2 separate regions of the Mus musculus genome follow, and region 1 is linked to region 2. The links are chromatin contacts, called in public Hi-C maps. All regions are on one chromosome and are shown on one strand. The core of a region is the stretch at or near the end of the contact, and the rest is flanking DNA. Distances in the headings are between cores, read along the strand shown. Region 1 holds the start of Gdf7 (growth differentiation factor 7). Region 2 has its middle 58 kb from the start of Apob.

What was found. A called contact is a pair of places that touch in the nucleus more often than the background predicts.
Region 1: a Hi-C map of embryonic fibroblasts shows a contact between it and region 2, with 5 times the contacts expected there. The contact joins the promoter of Gdf7 here to the enhancer-like site in region 2. A contact is called at or near these places in 1 of 15 datasets of contacts at CTCF or cohesin (the NIH/3T3 cell line), 1 of 484 Hi-C or Micro-C datasets (embryonic fibroblasts) and 1 of 9 other capture datasets (embryonic stem cells).

What each region holds. Positions count from the first base shown.
Region 1 is chr12:8,299,124-8,304,501 of GRCm38.p6, reverse strand. It overlaps Gdf7 (growth differentiation factor 7), which reads left to right and starts at 2,548. Exons shown (of 2, transcript NM_001312876.1): 1 at 2,548-2,935. The coding sequence starts at 2,569. It also overlaps a transcript of Ldah not described here.
Region 2 is chr12:7,916,868-7,921,655 of GRCm38.p6, reverse strand. No RefSeq gene overlaps it. Among named protein-coding and RNA genes, the nearest start is that of Apob, 58 kb to the left of the region's middle. RefSeq lists an enhancer at 1,244-1,935. Within about 2 kb of position 2,440, at least 33 of the 459 cell types and tissues checked have an H3K27ac peak or open chromatin away from gene starts, as enhancers often do. A contact at or near this core is called in the NIH/3T3 cell line and embryonic fibroblasts, where this site is marked.

The DNA.
Region 1 (5,378 bases), core at 1,299-3,798, 380 kb before region 2:
ACAAGTGGCTAGTGTCACTTAAGCAGGAGGAAGAGGGAAGGGGCCAGGCAGGCCTCCAACACCCCCATGCCTTCCTTTTTTTTAGGGCTCTGCTTCAATGTGGTCTCTGCTGACAGAAAAAAACCTCTCCCATCAAGGTACTCAGAACGTCCTTGATGGTCTGCCAGGCATTTGTGTATTACTGGCTGTTGTTTCTTCTGCACACCCTGGCTCTCCACAAGTTTGCCTTGAGTATTGATGGATTCGCAACACCCGGAAGAGTGCCTAGCAATAAGAAGTTGCTACAAGAAGAGATGAGTGGAGATGGATGGGTGGATGGATGGGTCTGGACCGAGAAGTACAAATGACGAGAGTACAGCATGTCTTACACGCAGCCACAGCCGGCAGGTTGGGCTGAGCCCCCCTCCCCCTTCTATTTTCCTCTAACAGCAGCTTCCAGTGAGCTCATAAAACCTACTTCTCTTCTGAACTCTGTTAATGCTCAGAACATCTTGTGGGATGGGAACAAGTGACTGAACCACCTCTGCTCCAAGCTGCATCTAAGCCACACATCATGGACCAGGAAGTTTAGTCTCAAACAGAAGCTATGTGGCTTCCTTGACTCCACTTCAGGAAGGATCACTAACCTGTCCTAATGTCCAGCTCCAAGGTGGCCTAAGGGAAGGGGTGTCATGTAATCAAGAAACATTATCATCCACTGGGCCAACATAGTGCCAGATCCCTTCTGCTCTTCCCTTTATACAGTCGGAGAAACGGAAACCAAGACAAGTGGAGGGGACTCGGAAGGGCCAGGACTGTTAGTGGCCAAAGCCAGGGCTGGAACCAGGGTGGTGACAGGCCAGGGCTCTCTGTTTTCTAAACAAAGAATTGATTTGTGAAAAACTCAAAGTCTGGACATGAGTGGCGTCTGTGGAAAGAAGGCCACCAGAACCCAGTGTCCCTCTGAGCAAAGAGACCCCTGGCTGGCCACTGTAGGCAGGGGTGGATGGGTGGGCAGGGAGTTACGCCAGGAAGTCTCCACCCTACTAGAGCCACTTCCTCCAGGCACCCAAAGAAAGAAAGAAACCCATAATTATGGCTTTTGCATCCGCTCCCCAACCTGGCCACCAAAGGTAGGTTGTCATCCCAGATGCCCACCATCTGGCAACAGCAGGAAGGCCCTGAGTAGGGAGGCCAGCAGCACAGACCGTGGTCCAGGTGCACGCGTGCCTGCTATCCAGAGGGCGAGGTGGGAGTATAAGACTCCAACGCGGGAGCCTGGGCTATGTAGTTTATTAGGAAGAGGCTTTTAGATAGCACCTTGACCTGACTCACGGACCGGGCGTGGATTCTGAGTTTGGTATCCAGAACAATGCTAAAGTAATGGATTTGGGGTCCAGGCTTTTAAATCCCTTGGACAGTTGGTCTATTTTCTGGACATTCTTGCTCTGGGGTTTGTCTGAACTAAATCGACACACATGCTGGCGCCTTCCCCCCTCAGAGCAGGAGTGGGGAGGAAGTTAGCCAAACAAAAGTCCCAGCGTCTGTATGCTCAAGAGTCGCCCAGGCATAGACCAGAGGTGGCCCTTTCCACCCATGCTCATAGAGTGCTATAACCATGCTGGCATCCGAGCGCTATTCCATGGCTTTGCAACGCAGCCTCTGGGCTTGTGGTTGCACTCTTGCCTTTTGCTCTGAAGACCTTGAAGAAATGTGGTCACCTGCCCCACTCTCCCCTTTCCCCGGGCAAATTACTTTGCACATTCAAACCCTGAGACCTAATTTGAGTAGGATTCCGCTGGTCCCCGCCTTCCTAATTCATTAAACCCTTTAAGATTTCAGCTCCTGCTTTGGCTCAAGATGCCCACCCAAAGCTTTTCCGGTCCGTGCCCATCTGTACCCTCCAGCCACTCATCCTTCATCACAGATCCTCTCCCTTTCTCTGGCCTCCCACTGTTATCTTCAGAGGGCTGTGGACGGGAGAGGGTGGCATCCAAATGTGTATCGTAAGCATCCCTAGGAACTCCCTAATGAGCATCCATCAAGGGGGCGTACGGCGAGAAAGCTGGATGGGAGGGGCCCAGTCTTGACTTGGCCCGGGTCTGGCATCCCTAGCACTCACAAGATCACGCGGAGGGCGGTGTTTCTCCATGGAGGAGTCGGGAGGAAGCTGGGCGGGTACGCGAGACGCCCCATCTTCCAGCCAAGGAGTGCGCTGAGGTCTTGGGGCGGAGGGGGGTGGGGGCTCGTAGTACCTTCGGGAGGGGAGGCGGGGCACCGCGTTGTGGCAGGAGCCTCGGGCGGATGGCCTTCTCTTGGCAAGGACAAGGACCAGGCACTACAGCAAGGGGAGGCGACTTCTACCCTGCACTGCGCGATAGGCCTGAGTTGGGGGGCTCAGCGCTGCGGGTTGAACGTTCAGCAGGGGGCGCTGCTCCGAGCGCTGGGCGGGGGTGGGGTGGGAGAGGAGGGGGGCAGCGGCTTGCTGCGCACACTTCCCCCATTATTAAACACTATGTTCAAAAGGCGTCGGGGGACTTCCCGGAGCCACGGAGCCCGTGTCGCGCGGCCGGCCGGCCCAAGGAGCCCATGGACCTGAGCGCTGCCGCCGCGCTGTGTCTCTGGCTGCTGAGCGCTTGCCGTCCCCGCGACGGGCTAGAAGCTGCCGCGGTGCTCCGAGCGGCGGGGGCTGGACCAGCCTGGAGCCCCGGGGGCGGCGGCGGCGGGCGGACCCTCGCCCGGGCTCCAGGCCCTTCAGCTCTCCAGGCCGCTGCGGTTCCGGGTCCCCGAGCTGTGCGCCGCGCTGCGGGTTCTGGCTTCAGGAACGGCTCGGTGGTGCCACACCACTTCATGATGTCGCTTTACAGGAGCCTGGCGGGGAGGGCTCCGGTCGCGGCAGCTTCAGGGCACGGGCGTGTGGACACAATCACCGGCTTCACAGACCAAGCAACTCAAGGTACTTTACGCGTCTTCTGCGCACCAGCCCATCCCGTCTACTCTTGACTGGAGACGAGCCGGGGGAGGCAAGCCTCTGCCCGATTCGATCCTGAACTATGATCCCTATAGTTATCCTCAGGTGCTGGAGAGAAAAAGTTGTCTTCGAAGTCATTGTTCACGAACCCCTAAGCCAGTCAAGGCTTGGTCTCCGAGGGCTAAGGGAGTGGGAGCCGCTCTTCAGAACAGGCTGGCAGGTTCCCCTCAAGCCAAGCGGAGCTCAAGATCCGCTTCTTTGGGGGAAGGGTCTAGTGTAGCCTTGGGCCTGGAGCCCTGGGAGAAGAAAGAAGGGCAGGAGTTGTGGCCTTTGAGTTCCCGCCAAGAGGGACGAGAGCAGTGATGGTAGTGCCTTGTGTTCAGCGGGGGACTGGGGACTATACACAAATTGAAGCTCAGGGGAATTCAGGGTAGAGCAGCTGGTATCCAATTAAAGTCATGGCCTCTCGGTATCAGAAGGACCCCTCTCAGGCAGGCCGTTTCGGGTGGATGGTGGCTTGTGTATGGGAAGAGAGTTTGGGTGCCTGCCTTCCTTCTGTGACAGTAGGCCCCAGCAGCCAGAGTCCAGGGCCTCGGCTTGTGTGGGGAGAAAAGGGATGGTTGGAGCTCAAACATCACATTTTACCCTGTGTAGGGCCCTCCAAAGGTAGGATGTGGGTGGGGTTGTGGGGTGGTTGTAGTATGTGTGTGTCATCTGGCTTTTATTAATCTCCATTGAAGTCATTAAAGCAGACAGATAGGGAAAATTTAACTAATTTCAGGCGGAAATGCAAGTAATTTTGGCTTCAATTCTGCCCAGCCAAAGATCTAGCTTGGAAATCAGGAGGGAAAGGAAGGCAAGTAGGGCTGAAAAGTGAGGCTAGGCAGCCTTTGGCAGTCTGCAGGCCTTTGATACCAGCGTGGGAAAACAGGCTGTGGCTACCACGCATCAGCCATCTCAGAAACACACTCAGTGCGCAGCATGTACGCACAGACAGCTTTGTTTCCATACATAGAACTCTCTGGCCCTGACGGTCCTATGGGGGCACTTAGGACCAGCATCTATTTTCCAAGGGTCTGTCATGGCACGCCACACTGACTGGTGGGATCCTTACAGGAAACTCCAATCCCAGTGTGCAGCAGAATCAGGAAAAACTCCTAACCTGTCCCTGCATAGGACGCTCTCAAGCTGCCAACAGTGAGAGGGGCCTAAAGTAACAGAAGCATCCGACTTTGTTAGGGCTGGCTAAGTGTACAAGGTTATAAAACCAGCTAATTCCTTCCGGCGTAGCTCTGCTCCACCAGCAAGACCCAGAGGCGGGCCACCTTTTCTCCCTCCCTCCCTGGGGAGGTAGCAAGGCCGAGGAAGCGGGGTGAGGCGGAGGCTGCAGAGAAGGGTCTTTGAGAGGAAAAGCAGGGACGGGGAATATGGCCCAGGGCCTCTGTCTAGCTTGCTCCCACCAGCTTCAGTTTAGAACAGAGCTGTGGAGGCAGAACAGTACACCCAGACTGTAGACTTAGAACACCAGGGCCTGGCTCCATGGTTGAGAACAAATCCCCAAAGGTGGGGGGAGTTTGCATGGTCTCTCCGATGGGGCAAAACGAAACCATATGACCCCCTTCAAAGGCAACGCCTTATCTGCTCTTTGGTGGAATTTAAACATTTTTTTTTTGTCTGAGTCCACCCCAAAAGAAAAAGGACCCATGACCAGAAATAAAACCCCAAGCCCGAAATAAATCACACCGGAGCAAAAGAATGAGCAAGTCTGCACCGCAGAAACATCGCCTCCTCTAATCTCTCCGTGAAGGTTCTCTGCGTCTCGCTGTCTTTTCCATTCCCCTTGGTAGCCGCGGGGGCACCAGAAGGAGCCAAGAGCGGGGTTGACGTCGTCGCTATCCTGGCTGAACGGGCAGGGTGGGCTGAAGCAGAGGGTGTCGCGATGCTTATGCGTTCCGTTTCTGGACAATTTTCAAGGGCCCAATTTGCACGGGAAACCGTGGTCAGTGAAGGTGTCTAGGCTGGGTTGGGAGAAGAAAAGGAACCAAAGGGAAAAGTGCTTTTAGGGAATGAGAAGTTTTCGTTTTCCGCACATCCAGGAGTGCTTGCAGCTCTCTGGGGCGCTCGGCTCAGCAGTAAGGGACAATTGTCACATAAAGCAAGTTATTGGGAAAGTGTGTGAGCGCTTTCTGTTTGGCCCCCTTCAGGACACCCCTGCTCAGAAAATTGACCTACCTTTCGGCAAAAGAAAGATGCCAGTGCAGGCAGCAGAACTAATGGTTAAGTTTTTGGTCCAGAGATGCGGTGGTGAGCTCTTGGGTCCCGCAGTCTAGCTATTAGGTGTGTGTATCTGTCTGTCACGGTGGTCGAAGAACCAAAGCTTCAGGTGTAGGCGACAAGAAAGAATCCCTTTATCCGAGGGATTGACATC
Region 2 (4,788 bases), core at 1,191-3,690:
AAGGAAAAAAAGAAAGAAAGAAAGGAAGGAAGGAAGGAAGGAAGGAAGGAAGGAAGGAGTAGATAGACAGACACTCAGGTGGATTTAATCTCAGATGAAAGGAATTAACATATTTTTAAGTAGACATGATTTTCAGATGACCCACACGATTCTATAAAACTTACAGAACAACTTAAGATCAACCTAAACTAGATGTCATTAAAATCAATAGATGGAGACAAGGCCAACACAACCTAGGCCAACCCTTACATGGCATTCTTTCTTATCCAATCTATACCTGATTACATTTCTCTCACTTATAGAAACCATCCTGCCAAGACCAGTCTCTACTTCTATAGGGCAGCTCTAGAGGCTGTTGGTTACACTAGTCAGTGCAGAGTCACAAACTTTCATCTTCCTATTTTCACCTACTGAATCAAAATTTTCAATTTTAATTACCCAGATGTTGGCATCTTTGATAAGAACTCTGTGGAAATATCATCCCTAGAACCCACTCACTGCATAGTGAGGCTAGCAAAGATCTGGCCTGATTTCACAATTTTCACACCTTATCATGAACAAAGTCCCCGTGTAAGTATGCTTTAATGTCCTCTCCAATCAGTTGCAAAATGTAGGGTTAAAAAAACAATCAGAATTAAAACCTGGTGTTTTCATTTTCACTTGTGACCTGTCATTGCTCAAGTTTATCTTTACTCACAAAAATAGGTTATAGTGGGATCATAAAGTAAACAATGATAAAAAGTTTTTGGGAGTTGGAAATAAATTGTTATAATGTAACTTGGAAAGTCTTTGGGATTTGTGGGACTTTGGGGCATCATATCTTGATTACTCATTTCCTAATGAAGTAACACTCTGGCATTGAAACTTTTGCCTACTTTAAAGTCATATGACTCCATGAAATATCTAAGTTCATCATCATTTTATTTATTGATTGATATTTTTATTAATTTATTTTCTCATAAATTACATTCTGGCTGTAGCTTCAGCTTCATCTTCTCCCGTCTTTCCCTAAACCCACTCCCCATGCATTCCTCTTTTTTTTTTTTTTTCCCAGAAAAGGTCAGGTTTGTTGATTTCTGTGGGTTTTCTCAAACATACTTGGCCAAAAAAATTTCTTCCTAATGTTATTCTACTATTCTGTAGACAGAAGTCTGGTATAATGATCGTTAGAGAGGCTCTATCCAGTAGCTGATTGAAGCAGATGCAGAGACCCATAGTCAAGCATTAGTGAATACAATGAATCCTGCAGAAAGGGAGGAAGGATTGTAGGAGTCAAACTTGTCAAGGTCACCATCATTTTAAATGATGGGCTTTGGAAAGATTTTGGATTCTAATTGGGTCATTTAAAACCTAAGTTTTGGAGTCTGAACACTCCAGTAATCTCTACTTGAGGGGCCAAAACTGAAGACAGACATACCTATGGGACAGAGGCAAACAGCTTGGGTACTGGTTTCTGCTGCTTCCATTAATTTGCTCTGTGTGACTAAGCAAAATGCTCTTTGTCCTGTGTTCAGAGTCAGAGACATCACTGCCACGCTGCACACAGATTTATAACTCTGGCCAAAGGTTTCAGCAAATACAGATTTCTTCAGTCTGAAGTCCACCAGTGTCTGTGCTCTCTGAAACTAAACCAGAACATTTTTTTAATCTAAATTTCTCTCACCTCAGAACCTTGGGTGACGGGACTAAGAGCTGCCCAAGAACTTATAGCATTGGTGATAATGTCTGCTATTGCCCTGGAGTTACCCTTGGCTTTTATTTATCAGTCTCTTTTCAAACTGAGATAGTGTCAACAGGGACACAGACAGACCAGAACAAAGGAACAGTGCCCTTTACAGTGCTTCCTGAGTGTAAATGGAAAGATTATAACTCAAGGAATTGTTGAAAATGAGCCTTTTGTCTAGAGCATTTATTATGCTACAATTGGCAAAGCTTTTTTTTTTTTTAAAGAGAAAGAATGAGTTAAAGCAAACACAAAATCAGAACAGACCCCGGGGAGTCTGTGGATTTCATATAATGATCCAGGTACATGCTTGATATATTAATCATAATCTTCCATGACTGTATTGCCGTGTCTCTCCAGCCCAACTCCTCCCATAAAGATAGGGAACAGGGAAGGGACATGACCTATTCAGGCCCCTGTGGGTATCCCTGAAACATTTGTTTCTTTAGCATCTAACACAAACATGACTGGAGTAATAGTTTGCTCTCATCCTTGTGCCTGTTTGAAGGGATATGATGACTGTATGAAGTCCATATGACAATAGCATTTGAAAAGTATCTTACTGGAAGTCAGTACAATGATGGCATCTCCACTTTCTTGATGAATTCTATGTAAGGCATCTGGTTTGGAGACTAGTCTCCGCATTAGTGCGACTTAGTAATAGAAGGCATTTTTTTTTTAACCACAAGGTCTTGAATCAAAGTCCAGGAATGGGGTTAATCTTTGTGTTGCTTTGTCTGGGAAGGAGCCAATTGACCCAGGGAGCACCTGAAAATGAAACACCATCCACCCAGATGGGAAAATATTTCTGCCCATTCCTATAAACTTTGATAAGACACTGTTGATAAGCAGAAGTCACATGAATGGCAGCAAGTTTCACTTCCTTGGAAGGAAGTTCACTGTCTAGTGAGAGCCTGAAATCAGAGACTTGAATGTAGAAGTTGAAGGATTATGGAAGGACACATGCAGAGTGCTCTCAGTCCTTCTAATGTCGCCAGCCAGGGAGAACCAGGACTGCCATTAGATAGAACAAAGTCAGTGTATTGTCAACACAACTTGCCTTTAGACATCGAAGAAATCCAGAGAGAGCACAGTCAACACAGCTTGTCTGACGGTGATGGAAGCTTTCCAAATAAATTGAACTCATTTTAGACATGTTCCAAGCAACTTAGCTCTCTACCTAGCCTCTCAGCATTCATCTGTATCCTAGATAAATGGAAGGAGGGCTGGAAAAGAGGCTCCTTAGACATAGCTTAGTGCTTCAGTTTTGTCGTTTTTAATTATAGTCATGGAAGTGTAGTATGACTAGTCAGTGAATGTCTAATATAATCTACAGTGATCTAACCAGAAAAACACATTTCCATCTGTTTCTGACACATCACTGGGAACCTTCCAATGCCTTTCTTCTAGTGCTTTAGAAAATCCTTAAGTTACTGTCAACTACAGGGTGTTGCTGTTTCAAACCTATGTAACACAGAGCAGTTTCCTGATCTGACATTTTCCACTGTTTTCTTTTACAAGTCAGTTCTTTCTTGTCTCCAAAATAAGTTTCTGCTTGTCTCAGGCAATTCAACACCATTTCTTTCTAGCCACTTAAATTCTTTAATTTCATGAGATACATATGTGTGTATGTATACACATTATACACACACACACACACATTTTATGTCTGCTTGACATAAAACACATTATGTAGACTAGGGTGGTTTTGGACTCAAAATCCAGCCTCCCATCTTCATGATAGGATTAAAGGCCTGTGTCACTACACCTAGCCCATAAGGACTTTTGATACTTTCTTTGGTTTACATGATATGATATTTTACTTCATTTGTCCCTGACTTCTCCTTTCCATTTACTTGATGATGTCTTGAACATCCATGAGCAAAAACCGTGAACCTTTGTGTTTCTTTTGATATGAGCCCTCCCTTTACACTCAAAAGCCCTGAAGGATATTCATTTCTTAAAAAGCTGACCTGGTCTGTTAGTGCTTTTACAAGTGGAGAATGGGTTCAGATACTGCAGGGAGAGCTCATGATCCTAAAATCACAGACATCTAACCCTGCCCAGGTTGGTTATACTCCTTGATTCATTACCCAGGCCAATCTGACCAGCTTGCCTTATGACAGAGTGAGGGTAGATGTTGGAAATGACTTTTCTTATTAATCTTTTCCTTAAGGAAGTGATCATGTGACCATTATTCTGGAGGAGGAGGGTTTAAGAGGTGGTAAGAATCAGGTATTGCAAGAATAGGTCCTGTCGGTGTGGATTGGGGTCACTCCAAAGACATCTTTCACATGTATGAACTTCCCTGCAATCTGTTCGAGTGAGAGGAGTTTGCTGAATTAGGACTGACCTCCAGAGTTTTCAGCCATGTTTGAACACTGGTCCAGACCATATCAGTTATTCGGTAAAAGAGGAGGTAATGGATAACAGAAAGGTTATTTTGGAATGATGTTTTCAAAATCCATTCCCAGGGCTGGGGAGTTAGATCACTACATAAAGTGTTTGCCACATAGTATGAGATCAGAGGGAGTTCAGATCCCAAGTTTTCAGATGCAAGCCCAGCTTGTCAATATGTGTCTATAATCCCAGCACTGGGATTTTATTGACTAACTCTAGCCAATCAGAGAGCTAAGTGATAGACCTTGTTTGTTTGTTTGTTTGTTTAGTGAGGAAAGTGATGCATTTTATTTTATTATTAGATATTTTCTTCATTTACATTTCAAATGTTATCCCCTTACCTGGTTTCCCCTCCTAAAACTTCCAACCCCCCCCACCCCCCCCCCTGCTCACCAACCCACCCACTCCCACTTCCTGGCCCTGGCATTCCCCTACACTGGGGCATAGAACCTTCAAGGGCCTTTCCTCCCATTGATGACCGACCAGGCCATCCTCTGCTACATATGCAGCTGGAGCCATGAGTCCCACCATGTGTTTTCTTTGGTTGGTGGTTTAGTCTCTGGGAGCTCTGGGGGTACTGGTTGGTTCATATTGTTGGTCCTCCTATGGGGCTGTAAACCCCTTCTTCAGCTCCTTGGGTACTTTCTCTTGCTCCTTCATTGGGG